Linked DNA regions of Capra hircus: region 2 is linked to region 1. The links are chromatin contacts, called in public Hi-C maps. All regions are on one chromosome and are shown on one strand. The core of a region is the stretch at or near the end of the contact, and the rest is flanking DNA. Distances in the headings are between cores, read along the strand shown.

Region 1 (4,757 bases), core at 41-2,540:
GGGTGAGACTGTGGGGAGGGGGAGGGGTGCTCCTGGCTGCACGTCTCAAATTTCCAACCTAGTGTTTGATCGGCCCCTGTTTGACTAGGGTTCTTTTATTGTTATTTACTTATTTTTAATTGCGGTTTAAACACCATACAAAACCGACCTTGTTAACTATTTAAATGTACACGTCAGTAGTACTCTACATAGCTGTGCCACAGGTCTCCAGAACTTCTTCCTCTTACAGAACTGAAACTCCATACACCTTAAACCTCCCCGTCGCCCCCTTCTCCCAGCCCCTGACAACCACCATTCTGCTTTCCAGTCTCTGTGAAGTTGACTAAGTACCTCTTATGAGTGGACTCACACAGTATCTGTCTTTGTGACTGGCTTGTATCACTTAGCATGATGTCCTCAAACTTCACCCACGTTGCTACGTATCCATGCCCACATCCATTTTAAGAGGCTGGATAATATTCCGTCATACGTATGTATTACATTTGATTTATCCGTCCATCAGTCAATGGAGTATTCAGCACACATTCTGATTCTGACCTAACCGGCCATTGTTGAGTGCCCACCCTCTGCCGAGGGCTATCTTAACATCTGGGATACCCACCACTGAGAGAGACATTTTCACCCACGGCCGGGAATGTCCGCTGCAAGTGGACACAAATAGGGTCTTTGTTCTTTGTCACTTTCCTGATCCCTAAGAACCCTGTTGTGTCACAGAGCAGCCTCTCAAAGGATTCAGCCATGAACCTATACTACTTTGATAAATGTTCCAAAAGATAAAAATAATTTTAAAAACAAAGCAAACAATGGATTCTGGAGCTAAACAAGGCTTGGAAACTACGGCTTTATCTCATTTGGTCATCGTACCAGCTGTGTGAGATCTACGCCTCCCATTTTTCAGACACAGAGGTGGAAATAGGGCAGATCCTGGGAGCAGGATGCCTGGGAAAGAGATAGAGTGGTCGTGGGGCTGGAAGGCGAGAGCTCGGCTGGTACTAGGGAGACATAAGAGAGGTGCCCAGGGGTGTGCCCCTACATTTATGCCCTGGTTACCTTGCTCGTCCCACTCTAGTCGTGGCCCTAGGATGAAGGCCGAGCCTTTGGGGCCTCTCCCAAGGCCAGAAGCAGCTCCCACAAGCGAAGGTCTGAAAGCCACCCTGAAGAGGCTCAGCCTGCAAGGGACTCGGGTTGGAGGTGGGGAGGCGGGGCTTCCCTAGAGAGGCAGAGCTTGGGAGCCGCACTGTCACCTGTCGCCCAGTGCCATCCTCTGCCTGTCCCTGTCTCAGGTGTTCAGTGTTATTCCTGCTTCCCAGCATCGCTGTGAGGACCCACCTGGAGGTCCGCACACGCAGACGGAGAAACCCGTGTCCAGGCAGTGCTCATGAAGGTGCCTCGCGCCTCCCTAAGGAGGCATGAGCCCTTCTGTTGAACTTAATCAGCTTGAGGGGAGGAATCGTGGGTGGAGGTCTTGGCCTCTGTGCTGTGTGGCCAGGGCATGCCAGGACCCCTGGTCCCTGGGAGCTCTGTGTTGAGGCGTAAATACCTGGGGCACATTTCAACAGAAGCACCCATTTTTAAAGCTTCAGGTGACTTTCTCAGTCTTCTCTCCTTCCGTCCATGTCTACTTCCATCCATGTCAGGCCCTGGAGAAATTGAGCTCTGGCCTTGGGAGGGTGGAGCCTCGGGAGAAGCAGGCCCAGTGGAGAACCCCTCTCCGAATGAGCGGGGGCCCCGGGGGCAGAGACCCTCCATCTCCTCACACCCCGCTTCTGCCATGTTGGTACACAGAGGGCAGGCCTCTGGGTGTCCGGAGTGGGGAGTGTTGAGTAAGAATGTGGGGCGTCACCTGTGGGGGTTGCACAGGCCAAGGGACACTCCCGGAGCCTGAAGGGCTGGCCTCTGGTCCCGTCCACTCTGGATGGGCCAGGAGTGCACCCCTTGAGATTGTTTCCTGTTTCTAAAAATGGCGATGATAATACTTGCCTCTGAGGATTGTTGAGACAGTCAAAGGAGAAAGAGGGCGAGAAAGCACTTGACAAAGCAGAAAACGTTCTGCTGGCGGGAGGTTTTCGTTTACTTCTGACATAAAGGGGAGGGAAACGCTGATATTTGGGGAGTGGATGGGGGAGAGAGGCATGAGACAGGAGGTTTGGAATTTGTAGATACTGAGGAGAAGAAGGGAGGGGGAGAGGATAGAAGAGCTGGAGAAAGACGTTAGCATCTACCAGAACGGTGGTGGTCTGTGTGTGTTACATAGGTGTTGTGTGGTGTGTGTGTGTGGTAAGTGGTGTGTTCAGTTCAGTCGCTCAGTCATGTCCGACTCTTTGCTACCCCAATGGACTGCAGCACGCCAGGCTTCCCTGTCCATCACAGACTCCTGGAGTTTACTCAAACTCATGTCCATTGAGTCGGTGAAGCCATCCAACCATCTCATTCTCTCTTGCCCCCTTCTGCGGCCTTCAATCTTCCCCAGCCTCAGGGTCTTTTCCAATGAGTCAGTTCTTCACTTCAGGTGGCCAAAGTATTGGAGTTTCAGCTTCAGCATCAGCCCTTCCAATGAATATTCAGGACTTGTCTCCTTTAGGATGGACTGGCTGGATCTCCTTGCAGTCCAAGGGACTCTCAAGAGTCTTCTCCAACACCACAGTTCAACCACACATACACACTCCATTCTCGATTCTTGAGCGCTCAGCTTTCTTTATAGTCCAACTCTCACATCCATACATGACCACTGGAAAAACCATAGCTTTGACTAGATGGACCTTTGTTGGCAAAATAATGTCTCTGCTTTTTAATATGCTGTCTAGGTTGGTCATAGCTTTTCATCCAAGGAGTAAGTGTCTTTTAATTTCATGGCTGCAGTCACCATCTGCAGTGATTTTGAGCTTGCCAAAATAAAGTCCCTCACTGTTTCCACTGTTTCCCATCTGTTTGCCATGAAGTGATGGGACCGGATGTCATGATCTTAGTTTTCTGAATGTTGAGTTTGAAGCCAACTAAGTGGTGTATACAGTATGTATGTATGGTGTATAGGTGTTGTGTGTATTTGGTAAGTGGTGTGTGGAGTGTGTATGTGTGGTGTATAGGTGTTGTGTGTGGTAAGTGGTGTGTGGAGTGTGTATGTGTGGTGTATAGGTGTTGTGTTGTGTGTGGTAAGTGGTGTGTGGAGTGTGTATGTGTGGTGTATAGGTGTTGTGTTGTGTGTGGTAAGCGGTGTGTGGAGTGTGTATGTGTGGTGTATAGGTGTTGTGTTGTGTGTGGTACGTGGTGTGTGGAGTGTGTATGTGTGGTGTATAGGTGTTGTGTGTGGTAAATGGTGTGTGGAGTGTGTATGTGTGGTGTATAGGTGTTGTGTTGTGTGTGGTAAGTGGTGTGTGAAGCGTGTATGTGTAGTGTATAGGAGGTGTGTGTGCTAAGTGGTGTGTGGAGTGTGTATGTATGGTGTATAGGTGTTGTGTTGTGTGTGGTAAGTGGTGTGTGGAGTGTGTATGTATGGTGTATAGGTGTTGTGGTGTGTGTCGTAAATGGTGTGTGGAGTGTGTATGTATGGTGTATAGGTGTTGTGGTGTGTGTGGTAAGTGGTGTGTGAAGCGTGTATGTGTAGTGTATAGGAGGTGTGTGTGCTAAGTGGTGTGTGGAGTGTGTATGTATGGTGTATAGGTGTTGTGTTGTGTGTGGTAAGTGGTGTGTGGAGTGTGTATGTATGGTGTATAGGTGTTGTGGTGTGTGTGGTAAGTGGTGTGTGGAGTGTGTATGTGTGGTGTATAGGTGTTGTGTGTGCTAAGTGGTGTGTGGAGTGTGTATGTATGGTGTATAGGTGTTGTGTTGTGTGTGGTAAGTGGTGTGTGGAGTGTGTATGTATGGTGTATAGGTGTTGTGTTGTGTGTGGTAAGTGGTGTGTGGAGTGTGTATGTATGGTGTATAGGTGTTGTGTTGTGTGTGGTAAATGGTGTGTGGAGTGTGTATGTATGGTGTATAGGTGTTGTGGTGTGTGTGGTAAGTGGTGTGTGGAGTGTGTATGTGTGGTGTATAGGTGTTGTGTGTGGTAAGTGGTGTGTGGAGTGTGTATGTGTGGTGTATAGGTGTTGTGGTGTGTGTTTGTGTTGTGTGTTTGTGTTGTGTCCTTTGGCCTCTTCCCCACACTCTCTTCGGCCTCTGCCTCAGGCTGCGCTCTGGGTGGCCGCCCGGACACCATGGTCAGCTCAGCTGGCCTGGGGCTGCCACCTGGTGGCTGAACGCGGTAGCGCGACTGGACGTGTCTTCAGGGCTGAGGTTTGGGCACATCCTCTGTTCCCGCCTCCGACCCCCTCCTCTACCCTTCTTCTTCCTCCACCTCTGCACCCGAGGCGGCCGAGTTTCTCCCCAGCTTCCCCAAACTTCTCAAGCATAAATGGGGGTCCATCCTAAAGGAAATCAACCCTGAATATTCATTGTAAGGACTGATGCTGAAGCTGAAGCTCTAATAGTTTGGCCACCTGATGTGAAGAGCTGACTCACTGGAAAAGATTGAAGGCGGGAGGAGAAGGGGACGACAGAGGATGAGATGGCTGGATGGCATCACCGACATGAGTTTGAGCAAGCTCCGGGAGCTGGTGATGGACAGGGAGGCCAGGCGTGCTGCAGTCCATGGGGTCGCAGAGTCGAACACCACTGAGCGGCTGAACAACAGCCACTCCAAAGCTGCCTGCTTCCTGGGGCCGTGTGAGGATGAGACAGATACTGGGGTGGGTGCCGTGACAGGACTGTGTGTATCAGTGTTA
Region 2 (5,070 bases), core at 244-2,743, 120 kb before region 1:
GTGGGTGACACCAGGCAAGTAACTTGCGGCAAACTGGGAGCTGGCCAGCTGGGGTCTGACAGCCAGGTATGTTCCTGGTTATCCCGTTCTCTAAGGCCGAGTCCAGCAAAGCCAGAGACAGTGGGTGAAGGATACTGGCTCTCACACCCCCGCCAGGGGCTCTGGTAGAGAAGGGTAGAGATGCTCTTCCTGGAGTCCCTTTCTCTCTCAGTCTGGGCTCTCTTACCTGCCCTATATTTGTTGGAATTACTGAGGTGGGAGAACGGGTGCTGGAGCTTTGGGGGACATTTGATGTCAACTGAGTGCTGGAGATGGTGGATCTCCTGACCAAAGATGTGGTCCCAGGTCCCAGTGAAGAGCCTGTGGGATGCTGAACTCCAGTGGTGATGGTGACAGCTGGCGTCTCCCTGGAGGTGTGCTGAGTTCCTTCAATGGTGACCTGTGTTTCTGTAAATGGGAAAACAAAGCTTATGAGGAAAGGTGAGTGGTTTAAACAGAAAAAGGATAGTCTTTCCTGTTCTCAGTTTTCTGAGGTTCTTCAGTCTTCCCCCACCCCATTTTGGCTTTACAGACCACAAGCAGAAGGAGGCAAGCTATGAGAAAGAGGAGGCAGATGGAGGAAGCCAGGTCCCGGCACCTAGTACAGGATGAGGTGTGGGAACTCGAGAGAAGTATCAACAGCAGTGACAGTGCCAGAGCAGATGTCAGCGGAGTAACTGCTTCTGCCAGGCTCCTACTCTCTTCTTCAGGCCTCACAGTGACTCTGAGGAAAGTACCATAATCACCCCTTTCATAGACAAGGCAATGGAGCCTCAGAGGAGCTTCATGAATTCCGCACTAACCCGTGGCAGAGCAGGGACTGGAATCCAGGTTTATCCAACTCAGGGCCCTTGCTCTTATGCAGGACATAACTGTGCTCTTGGGGTGTGGTTCTCTAGTAACTTCACCATGTACCCACATGACATGGCAGCAGGAGGGGGAGAGGGGTGGGATGGGGTGGGAGGGTCCCCCGAAATGCGAATGCTCAGATTCACACCAAGAGACTCTGATGCAATACATCTCAAATGGGCCATGAGGCTCATGATCCATCAGTGAGGCTTGAAATGAATTTACTGGACTAAGACTAGCACTTAAAAAAAGGAAAACACTCCACTGGGCAGTTCAAAACCCCGAGCTCTCATCACAGCACACAGCTCTGCTGGCCGCTGCTCACCGCTGGATGGGAAACAGGCTGAGCGAAGGCGGTGCACATTTACGCTCTTTAACCCACAGCATGAATCTCCACCTTCTAGCTGAACACCGGTACAGAGCACAGACATCTGCAAGCTCCTTCCTGCTTCAAAAAGGCAAGGCAGCACTTACTCGGTGTGGTCAGCTGGGCTGTGAAGGTGGGACTTGTCTTCCTGCCTAAACTCGCAGTTACAGTCATTTTGTCTGATTCCGCAGGAGAGCTCCCTGCGGGCTGTGGACGCCCAGAGGCTGGAGTCACAGGGCTGCCGCTAGGCTGCTGAGCGCCTGCGAGGCTGGTTGAGGAAGACAGGGTAGGAGAGCTGCTCGGGGTGCTATTCGGATCTGGAGAGGTGGAGACTGTCTGACTGCCTTTCGTAGTGGTCCCGCCGGCTGTGGTCACGCTGTGGGTACCTGGGATTCCGGATGTGGGTGAATCATTACTTGCATTACTTGCATTACTTGCATTCCGGCTGCTCGTGCTTTCAGGATTTGTTGGGACGGTGGTTGATGTGGTTGTAGGATCTTTAGCAGCCACAAGAGAGGTGCTCCTGGCTGCGGCAGTTGGGCTTTGCTGGGCTGAGTTTGACATCACACTTGTGACAGATGTTTCAGACACGGGTACGCTGGTCAGCGCTATAGTCGCAGTGGGTGTCGCAGTGGGTGTCGCAGTGGGTGTCGCAGTGGGTGTCGCAGTGGATGTCGGAGCTGCACTTTTTTTGCCTGTGGCTGGATCTGAATTGGCTTCATTGGATTCTTTCTGTTCCTCGGTGCTTAAGTTGACATCTTTGTTGGTTTGCGTTCCTATGGCATCTCCTATGGACAAAGACAACACAGAATCAATTAGGGTATTAGCTGGAAGTCTTTCTCTCTCCATTGCTCCAGCTCTTCCCCAGGATCCAGAGGCCTTGCTCACATCCCTGCCACCTCTAAAGGGTCTGGGCCCTTGATGTGCCCAGATTTCTCTGGGGTTCAAGAAGCCTCTAAGAGGAAGGCTGAGGAGAAAGCAGAGGAAGTCAAGAGAAATTCCACTCCAGAGAAGGACTCAGCACCTAGTCCCACTGCCTGTGGGAGCCTGCAGTGCATTCTCTGCCCTCCCCATCCAGCCCCAGGCATGAACCGTTCAAGGTTAACACATCCCAGCACAGAACCCTCATCGTCCCTGCCTCCTTCTCCCAGACCCAGGAGCTTACAGAAAACACAGCAGACTCACACATATCCCAGTGCCCTGTTCTAAACATGGCATGAGGGACCTCTGTTCCTCTGGAAATCTATCTAGAAGGAGAAACTGGAAAAGTGAAATTACACAAATTGCTACTTAAGGACAACTGTGAGACACACTGAGGGGTTCTCTGTGTCTAGCATGGGAGCTCAGTCTTGTCAAGGGGCCAGAGACTGAGCATATTAAAAAGCAGAGACATCACTTTGCCAACAAAGGTCTGTCTAGTCAAAGCTATGGTTTTCCCACTAGTCATGTATGGATGTGACAGTTGGACCTTAAAGAATGCTGAGCGCCAAAGAATTGATGCTTTTGAACTGTGGTGTTGGAGAAGACTCTTGAGAGTCCCTTGGACTGCAAGGAGATCAAACCAGTCAATCCTAAAGGAATCAGTCCTGAATATTCGTTGGAAAGACTGATGCTGAAGCTAAAACTCCAATACTTTGGCCACCTGATGCAAAGAGCCAACTCATTAGAAAAGACCCTGATGCTGGGAAAGATTGAAGGCAGGAGGAGAAGGGGACAACAGAGGATGAGATGGTTGGATGGCATCACTGACTCAATGGACATGAGTTTGAACAAGGTCCGGGAGATGGTAAAGGACAGGGAAGCCTGGCGTGCTGAAGTCCATGGGGCCACAAAGAGTCAGACACGACTGAGCGACTGAACAGCAACAACAGGGATTGAGTGAAGGAACAGCTAAGTGACAGGTTCAGGCCCTGGGATTACAATGGAAAGTAAGACACAGATGCTTACTTGTGCGGCCCTAAAGTTCTAGGACCCACAACAGATTTCCCAACCTGGGAATCCAACACAGGGACTGAGAACCCCCAGGGAATTTGACTTTGAAGGCCAGTGGTATTTGATTACAGAACTTCCACAGGACTGGGTAAACAGACTCTTGGAGGGCACAAACAAAATCTTGTACGCACCAGAACCCCGGAGAAAGGAGCAGTGATCCCACAGGAGACTGAGCTAGACTTGGCTGTGAGTGTCCAGGAGTCTCTGGCAGAGGCGTGGGTTGACAGTTGCCTGCCATGAGGTCGGGGGCACTGAATACAACAGTACTGGCTTAAGTCCTTCTGAAGGAGGCCGCCATTACCACCATTATCCCTACCATAGTTTGGCCTCAGGCCAAACAGGGAGGGAACACAGTCCTGCCCATCAACAGAAAATTGGATTAGATTTACTAAGCATGGCCCCACCCATCAGAGCAAGATCCAGATTCCCCCACAGTCAGTCCCTCCCATCAGGAAGCTTCCACAAGCCTCTTATCCTTATCCATCAGAGGGCAGACAGAATGGAAACCACAACTACAGAAAACTAACCAAACTGATCACATGGACCACAGCCTTGTCTTAACTCAATGAAACTATGAGCCATGCTGTGTAGGGCCACCCAAGACAGATGGGTCATGGTGGAGAGTTCTGACAAAACATGGTCCACTGGAGAAGGGAATGGCAAACCACCTCAGTATTCTTGCCTTGAGAACCCCATGCATAGTATGAAAAGGCAAAAAGATATGACACTGAAAGATGAACTCTTCAGGTTGGTAGGTGTCCAATATGCTACTGAAGAAGAGTGGAGAAAGAACTCCAGAAAGGATCAAGAGATGGAGCCAAAGCAAAACCAATGCCCAGCTGTGGATGTGACTGGTGATGGAAGTCAAGTCCGATGCTGTAAAGAACAATACTGCACAGGAACCTGGAATGTCAGGTCCATGAATCAAGATAAACTGGAAGTGGTCAAACGGGAGATGGCAAGAGTGAACATTGACATTTCAGGAATCAGTAAACTAAAATGGACCAGAATGGGCGAATTTAATTCAGATGACCATTATATCTACTACTGTGGGCAAGAATCCCTTACAAGAAATGGAGTAACCCTCATAATCAACAAGAGAGTTCAAAATGCAGTACTTGGGTGCAGTCTCAAAAATGACAGAACAATCGATCTGTTTGTTTCCAAGGGAAACCATTTAATACTACAGTAATCCAAATCTATGCCCCAACCACTAATGCCAAAGAAGCTGAAGTTGGACAGTTCTATGAAGACCTACAAGACCTTCTAGACCTAACACCAAAAAACAAAAAAAAATGTCCTTTTCATCATAAGGGACTGGAATGCAAAAGAAGGAAATCAAGAAATCCCTGGAGTAACAAGCAAGCTTGGCCTTCAAGTACAAAATGAAGCAGGGCAAAGGCTAACAGAGTTTTGCCAAGAGAATGGACTGATCATAGCAAACACCCTCTTCCAACAACACAAGAGAAGATTCTACACATGGACATCAACAGATGGTCAATACAAAAATCAGATTGATTATATTCTTGGCAGCCAAAGATGGAGAAGCTCTATACAGTCAGCAAAAACAAGACCAGGAGCTGACTGTGGCTCAGATCATGAACTCCTTATTGCCAAATTCAGACTTAAATTGAAGAAAGTAGGGAAAACCACTAGACCATTCAGGTATAACCTAAATCAAATCCCTTATGATTATACAGTAGAAGTGACAAATAGATTCAGCAGATTAGATTTGATAGACAGAGTGCCTGAAGAACTATGGACGGAGGTTCGTAACATTGTATAGGAGGCAGTGATCGAAACCATCTCCAAGAAATAGAAAT

Evidence for each region. A called contact is a pair of places that touch in the nucleus more often than the background predicts.
Region 2: a Hi-C map of liver shows a contact between it and region 1, with 5 times the contacts expected there. The contact joins two enhancer-like sites. A contact is called at or near these places in 2 of 5 Hi-C or Micro-C datasets (blood and liver).

Annotation. Positions count from the first base shown.
Region 1 is chr4:24,806,979-24,811,735 of ARS1.2, reverse strand. No RefSeq gene overlaps it. Among named protein-coding and RNA genes, the nearest start is that of PODXL, 58 kb to the left of the region's middle. Within about 2 kb of position 1,290, at least 1 of the 5 cell types and tissues checked has an H3K27ac peak or open chromatin away from gene starts, as enhancers often do.
Region 2 is chr4:24,926,279-24,931,348 of ARS1.2, reverse strand. It overlaps PODXL (podocalyxin), which reads right to left. Exons shown (of 9, transcript XM_018047491.1): 3 at 1,363-2,043; 4 at 227-447. Among named protein-coding and RNA genes, the nearest start is that of PODXL, 61 kb to the right of the region's middle. Within about 2 kb of position 1,493, at least 1 of the 5 cell types and tissues checked has an H3K27ac peak or open chromatin away from gene starts, as enhancers often do.